Linked DNA regions of Anas platyrhynchos: region 2 is linked to region 1. A link is a contact called in public Hi-C data. All regions are on one chromosome and are shown on one strand. Each heading gives the region's core, a stretch centred on a gene start, on an enhancer-like site or on the middle of the called end of the contact. The rest is flanking DNA. Distances are from core to core; before and after follow the strand shown. Region 1 overlaps GPR157 (G protein-coupled receptor 157). Region 2 has its middle 12 kb from the start of H6PD.

Region 1 (3,747 bases), core at 764-3,263:
GGTCACTGTGGAGATCATTATTTAGGCAAATTAGTTTCTTAATACATTTCCTTTGTCCTGGTGCTGGATTCATTTGTGCTTATGTCCTTTAATATGGTTTCTTTAAGGAAGGGCCAGTTCTCTTGAGTGCTTATCCGTACCTCAGTGGTCAGTTCTGCCAGATATTGAAATGTGAACCTCTGAGCCTAGAGTCCTCGTTCTTGGGCCACTTCACCATTTTTACCAGAATGAGAAGGTTTTGAGAGGTGTAGAGGGAATTTTCATGGTGGTGTTGGTGCCTGGTGTGTGTTCAGGAGGCTCTGATAACAACACAAGGAGGATTCCCTGCAGCAGAGCTGTCCTTAAACACCACCACCAATTGACTCCGAATATCTTATACCTTTCTATTTACATTTGTTTTGTGTGTGTATAGGTGATGTTAGGAGCATGATCCTGTCCATGTTCTCTGTAGCTCCTCCAGGCCACCAGCAATACAAGTATGAACCAGGATGATGGTGAGACCAGTACAGCACTGGCTTTTTCTTTGCGTCTGCAGAGAGCAGGGTGTTCATGCTGAAAGCTCAATCTCAGCTCTCTGAGGCATCTGGCATTTTTTGAGGAACCGTCCCTCGTAAGCTTCCTCAGAAATGTTTTCTGAGGGTGAATGTGGGAAGGGCAGGTGATGTGATTTAGCTCCAGTGTTTCAGCCACGGGGTGATGTGTGAGCTGGACATCGTGGGCCGGGGCAGCTCTGTGAAGTCCTGGGTATTCACAGCTGACGGGAAGGGGCTGGGTGTTTTTACATCTGGGCTGGGGGAATCTTTTGATTCTTGCTCACGGCTTTTTGTGGGCAGCCCGAGCTGCTGAGTGACTTAGTCCCTGTGTGTCACCGCAGTTATTTTTCTGCTAGGTGCTTCCCTATATCTGCCTCCTCTGGCAGGACAGAAGCTGACGTCAAAACACAGCTCCAAATGATGTGAAACTGGCTCCTGTTTGCTTCCCCAGCTTTAATGCTGTTACCACCAGTGCTTTTCTTTGGGAAAAAACTTTCCCTTGGTCCTTCAGAAATGATTCTTGCTCCCAAAATATTGACTACACCTCCATCAAAACATCCAAATAACCCCACCACTACTACTAGCACCACCATCAACTACAAAGACACAAATGATGCAATGAAATCGTGGATTTCTTTGTGTCACCTGTGCAAAGCGTCACGTAGGAATCAGTGTGGGGTTTGGTTGCTTGTGTTTTGAAAGCCATGAATGTGCCAGCTTGTTCTCGAATGGCTGGCTCCTGCAGGATGGGCACGTTGTACTGTGCTGTGACCTGCCAAATCCTGGACCTCACCTGCTAGGTATGCAGGCCAGGTCTCATTTCTGGTGCTCAGGTTGGCACATCATCACCTGTCCATTCTTTGTGTGTCCTCCAGGACTGAGATCCCAGGTTCTTAGAGTGGATCCCAGGGAATTGAAGCAGGGACTGTGTGGGTTTGTGTTCCCCACCGGGTGCCTGTCACAGCCACATCCCTTAGGCCTGGTGCAGGAGTGCTGGCATCCTGCAGGAGGAATTGGCATCCTGTGCGATGAAAGATCCCTTCGTCTGTCACCCATTTCTCCCAGGGTATTAAGGGGACTAAACTGAGTGTGTTCTTAGCTTAACCTTGCTGCTCTTGTTCTTTCCTCAGCTGGGGCGTCCCCCTTTGCATTACGGTTGCGGCTGTTGCTCTGAAGAAGATTGGCTACGATGCCTCCAATGTTTCTGTGGGCTGGTGCTGGGTCAACTTCGATGCAGAGGATCGGGTCTTGTGGATGCTGCTAACGGGGAAAGTTTGGGAGATCCTGGCCTATGTGACTTTGCCAGTGCTCTACATCCTCATCAAGAAGCACATTAACAGAGCGGTGAGTACTTTGCTGCTTTCAGATCACATTACAGGCTTGCTGTGGGATTGTATCCTCCCACTCTGAAGATTTCGCTGTGTATTAGCAGCTACACAGGCAGGAATTGCTTCATAAACTGCTGAAATATGTCCAACTGCTGGGAGAAGCAGTCCTGCTGAGTCAGCAGCCCGTAGCATCATTGCACAATGACTTAGCACCAGAAGAATGTAAAAGCCTCTTGAAAACTTAAGGGGTTACGAGATGAAATGTGAGTCCTGCAGTAGGAATTGAGACAATGTGTGAAGGACAAAATTCAGCTTTTATCAGTCATCCATACATTTCCACTTGTACCAAGCCTGAATTTGGCCTCTGGACTGACTTACCTAACCACAGTCATTTTAGGATTGCTAATGACAGCTTGCTTCTGAGTCCCTATTTGTACTTGCAGGCCTCAGAGGGTTCTTTGCTGCTGTTTATTGTGAGCACAAAGAATCCAGACGTATTGGACAATACTTGCATAATAGAAATGAAATCTAAATGATGACATTGGCGGAAAGAACAACACCTAATTAGTTGCATTAGAAAAAGAAATCCAGAGAAATGTCCTTCTGGAATGTGTTGCCGTGCACACCTGCTTGCTGTGGTGAAGCTATGGCAGTAGTCATGGATAAACACAACTCTGGTGAGGGCAGGATTCCCCAGGCAAGCTGGCAGGACAGCACAGTCCGTGCTGGTCCCAAGGGATCCAGGGAAGGGAAGCTGGGAAGGCTTTGCTCGTGCCTGTCACCGCTACAGACACAAGGCAGACAGGACTCAATGTTCCAGCAGCTGTTGAAGACAGCAACGTGACTGCCTGGAAAGCTGATCCCCCTGCTGCTCTGCCAGGGACACGTGGCTGCTCTGTTCTCCCGTCCTGCTGAGAGCCACTTGATGCTCGGAGCGGGGTCGGAGCAGCAGCACATGGGGCTTGCTGGGCTGGAGAAGCCCTCCTCTAGGAGCTTCACACTTCCAAGGAAGAGCAACAGCCGGCCAAGGCTGGGTTTGGGCTGGACTTTTGGGTTTTGCAGGGTTGGTTCTGGCATGGTTTCAGATTGTGGAAGTATCTGCTGTGGGGGAGGCATGTAGTGGGCATATGAATCTTTCTGAATGAGAGCTGAGGAGTCACACCTGGGATTACTGGAGCCCAGGAGAATGCTGCATGAAAGCCGTGCGTGCTCGGTAGCCCTGGTGGCAGGAGAAATAGTCTTCAGCAGGTGAGCTGTCCTGAGACTTAATCTCTTCACCTGCATTGCCATGCTGGTATTCATGATCATGTGTCCCCACAGGTGCTCCATGGGTTGTGGTGCCCTGGTCTCCCCCATCCGGGATGCTGCATCCATCCAGCAGCTTCCAGCATGGAAAGATCTCAGGGCCTTGTACCTCCAACTGCCCTTATCCAGGGCATAGATCCCAGAAACATTTTACTACCTGTAATGTTAGAGAGGCTTGCTGGCTTTTTAAACCTATGGAAGACCGTTGCTAACAGTGTATGGTCAGAAATCAAGCACCAGGTCCTGCACAGGGACTGCTGGATCTGTAAAATTGCCCAACCAGGCACCAGGAGAGCAGGTTCCTGCAGCACTGATTTGTTTGTCTGACCCAGCAATGTAGGGTATAATAAAGCTCTAAAAAGGGCTGGATCTCCTTTATTTGCAACTCCTTGGCTTTAGCAGGAATGTTTGCATTAACAAGGGCAGTATGTGGCTCAAGACCATCAACTGCCCACAGGATGCAAAAACTGGGTTGGCTTTGGAAAGAACCCCCAGAGCTCAATGTCCTGAGTGTGTAGCCTTTTTGTTCACATTTTTGTCTTTCCTCCATCTCCACGGAAGCATGCGGCGCTCTCAGAGTA
Region 2 (3,715 bases), core at 290-2,789, 34 kb before region 1:
GAATTTGGCTTTTTGGAAGTCAGTATGAGAGCCTATTGGAAGGCCTTGCATTGATTCCTTGCAAACTTAGCACGATGACTGTACCAGATATAGAGAATAATGATCATAGAGGACAAAAATGAGCCAAATTGAGGCTTGTGCCTTTCAAGTAGGAGTCCCTGTTCTGAAGTGCCATCCTACTGGGGCTTCTATTCAGGTGAAGTGTAACTGATTGCGTACAGCCAAAAGCAAGGTAAGAGCAAAAACCCTTCAGTGCTGAGCAGTGGGAGGAGAAGTTGCAAAAGGTGAACCAAGAGGAGGGGAAAGGAAGGGGGGTGTGCTTGATGCTCTGCCCTACTACATCCTATGCTGCTCCAGGCTTTACCTGCCTGGGGAGGGATCCTCAGCAAACAGTAAGTCTTAGCTGGAGCTCACAGCACCTCGAGCACCACCCTAGACTTATGCTGGGTTGCTATAGGCATAGCACAGGATAGATACCTAAAAAGAATGACTGTAACAAGTCAGTGTAGTGAAAAGCCTGACTCGGTACCTACATTGTGCTTCTGGAAATCTAAACTCAGCTGCAGCTAGTGAAAGACTGCTGTGGTTCATTTCCTCCTTCAATGCTGTCTCTCTTCTGGAAAGCAACTCTGTGTTTTTGACTGCCATATTGTGGCTGGAGTGGGTTTTAGCATTTTGGGCTGCCTGGGGTATTTGCCACTGTTAATGGTGTCTTTATAGGAGCATAAAGTGTTTTAAGAAAGTACTGGCGTTATAAAATGTAAGGAAAATTATTCCCAGTGCCTGCTCTTAGGGCTCACGAGCTTGCATAAAGATCTGTCGTACCAAATTCTTTGTGGTTAAGGCCAGCATTGCTACCAGAGCATCAGATTGCTCTGCTCTACTATATGCTTAATGAGTGGGACTTAAACGGTGGTTTACTTGTGGATACCAATCCCCCATTATCTGTTTGCAGTGGCTGGTATCACAATAGTTAAAGACTGAGTCAAATGACAGCAGGTATTTTTGGAGGAGAAGGTCATGGGTTCTGAGTGGTGCCCCACTGCAGAAAGCACACATCCTTTAAATAATTGGAAATGTCTGCAGTTTAACTCTTGCTCTTGATGGTGCCGTGAAGTCAAATCAAATGTAGTATAGTGCAAATGTTGCTTATTTCCAAGCTGTGTGCGCTTCTTCCCCCAGGCCCCCTAATTAATGATATACTTCCCGGATATTGTGTGGCACTGCAGCAAACTTGCCATAAATTATTGCCTTCCAAGAGGTCTGGATTGGAGCGAAGAAATAGAAGTGTTGTGAGGAAGGGCCTGCTGTATTTTACAAAGGGGGATTTAAAAATCACTGCTGGACCCCAACTGGAGAGCCACTGGGAATGCTGGTTTCGGTGGGGAATAGGGGAGATGCACTTGCCCTTCCCGAATAACTGTGTCAAGCACTTAGCACTTCTGCCCATTTTCCCACTGACCTGAAAGGCTTGGAGTGGGGCAAGGGAGAGAGGCTGCTGCTTGCAAAACCTCTGCAGATTCATCCAGTTGGCTCTTGCACTGCAGAACCCGGAGCGATGGGGAATGCAGGGGGCGGAGGGAAGTGTTGGCTGTCTCCGTTGTGCAATGTGATGCACCAGTGTATTAAAAAGCCTTACCAGCTGCTGTAAATTGCTTTCTGCCCATCCCCATCTGACATGTGAACACAAGAATTCCCATGTGCCAGGAATCTTAATGGTTTTTCCCTCTACTTCTGTGCCTGGGCATAAATGTCCTTAAGATGCAATTTTTCCAGCTAAACCCTTAGAATTTCTAATTATGCTACGAGATCAGAGCTGCAGCAGGCTTGCCATTCGGCTGCCCTCCTTGTGCCTTTCCCCTGCTTTTCAGACAACTGATCTTTTGAGAAGGAAGAGTCCCTGCTGCTGAGTGAGCAAGAACTGAAATTTGGCAAATCTAAATGGGTTTGAATTTGCATCAATATTCTGCTGCAAGTAACTGTTTATAAACTGAGGGCAAAGCTTACCTCATCTTAAAAGCTTACGTGTGATGAACAGAAAGTACTCTGTTCTCGTCTGAAAGATCAAAATTGAGAAAGGTTGTGCTTATTGAAGATGCCCTTCATTTGGCTCAGCAGTGTTTGTGTTGAATCCTGGGGCGGGGGGGAAGGTCCCTGCCCCATAAAACTTGGTTGAATATATTCAGCAGAATATATTCAAGAGGAGCATGGATTTGGCCTTGAATGAGCTGTTGACCTTGAATTGTTGGTGAAAAATTTGAGGCCTAAAATACACGGATTGTAATTTAGCACCAGTCAGAACTTGTCAATACCTTTTTTAAAAGATGGGGAGTCAGCTGATTAAATGCACTTTGATTAAACGGGGGGGATTAGCTGGAGAGACATCTCCAGCTGTGAAGGTCACTGTCAGAACAGGGGGAAAGTTGCTGGTTGGGGTCATCCCCAAAGTGCTGCTTTGGCTCGTGTGGAGCTGCCAGGCTCAGAAATGCTTCCTCACACATCCCTGCTCCCAGGGGATGCCCGACTGCAACTTTACACATAGTGCTGAACACACTTCTTTGGGTAGAAGTCACTGCTGTGCTACTGCAGCAGTGCTGTCAGCAGCGGGGCATGCAGCAAGAGCCTGTGTCTCCTTCGTGCAGTGTCTGGAGCTGCTCGCTGTGCTTCAGAGCAACCTTTGGGTGGCTCCAGGCAAAGGGGGGCTTGGGACAAATGTCCTTGAGCTGGAGGGCAGGAGGAGGCTGGGCACTGAGACCTCTCCCTGGATTAACCTGGGTTGTGGATGAGCTTGTAAGTTAGAACAGCGGGTTGCAGCCTTGAGGGGATGGACCTGGGGCTGAATTTCAGGCCGTGATCCTAGCCTGAGGCCTTCTTACAGAGCCAGTAAAATCAGCATCCCTCAGGGCAAAAGTGCTCTGCAGAGAAGCTGCGTAAATGAGGTTACGGCATGCCGAGGGTAAAACCGAGCAGGATCCTTGTGTACACCTGGTTTAAAGGAGTTTAAAGGAGGGGTGGTGCAAATGAGACCAGCTCCTCCTCGGAGGCTCGGTCCTATGGACAGGCGAGGCAGTCTGTCAGTCTCCAGTTACCCAATATCAGCTCCAGGGCCCTGGGTAGCTGGGGGAGAAGCGGAGAGGAGGGAGCACTTGGTGGTTTGCTGGCAAGTCACCCGCTCTTTGATGCACTGCAGCAAAAGCCCTATCTGAAAACTCTTCAGCGAAGGACATTGCAGGGAAGGGGGGGGGGGGGGGGACGGGACTGAAAGATGCTGCTGCCAGCACTGTGACAGCCAACCCCTGTCCTCTGCTCCCCTCGCAGTCATTTAGCAATTGAGTTGGCCAAGCCCGTTGCCCTGTGTCTGAGCAGGATGCAGTGTCCTTTCCCTGGATGTCCTTCAACTGCAACGAGGGATGGTCCTGCCTGTAGGCAAGTCCCGGGGGCTTTATTTTCACCCTTCGGGTAACAGCCGGGGATGAGGAAGCAGCAAAGCTCCAGGAGGTGAGCTGAACTTGGGGGACGAGCCGCCACCACTGCAGCATCTGCTCCGCAACTGCCTGAGCCAGGATGCTACGAGGTTCTGGGGACTGAAGTGACGGATGTGGCGCGTTACGTAGCAGCAGGGCTGGTGGAGAATGAGCGTGGAGCAGGGGAACGGAGAACTGCTGATGCAGTGCAGGTGATGCTTGGACTCGTGGTGCTGCAGCATGCGCAGGGT

What was found. A called contact is a pair of places that touch in the nucleus more often than the background predicts.
Region 2: a Hi-C map of skeletal muscle shows a contact between it and region 1, with 3 times the contacts expected there. The contact joins two enhancer-like sites. A contact is called at or near these places in 2 of 8 Hi-C or Micro-C datasets (liver and skeletal muscle).

The regions. Positions count from the first base shown.
Region 1 is chr22:3,991,922-3,995,668 of IASCAAS_PekinDuck_T2T, reverse strand. GPR157 (G protein-coupled receptor 157) reads left to right here. Exons shown (of 9, transcript XM_072026989.1): 6 at 1,664-1,877; 7 at 3,728-3,747. Among named protein-coding and RNA genes, the nearest start is that of SLC2A5, 7.6 kb to the right of the region's middle. Within about 2 kb of position 2,013, at least 4 of the 8 cell types and tissues checked have an H3K27ac peak or open chromatin away from gene starts, as enhancers often do.
Region 2 is chr22:4,025,070-4,028,784 of IASCAAS_PekinDuck_T2T, reverse strand. No RefSeq gene overlaps it. Among named protein-coding and RNA genes, the nearest start is that of H6PD, 12 kb to the left of the region's middle. Within about 2 kb of position 1,539, at least 1 of the 8 cell types and tissues checked has an H3K27ac peak or open chromatin away from gene starts, as enhancers often do.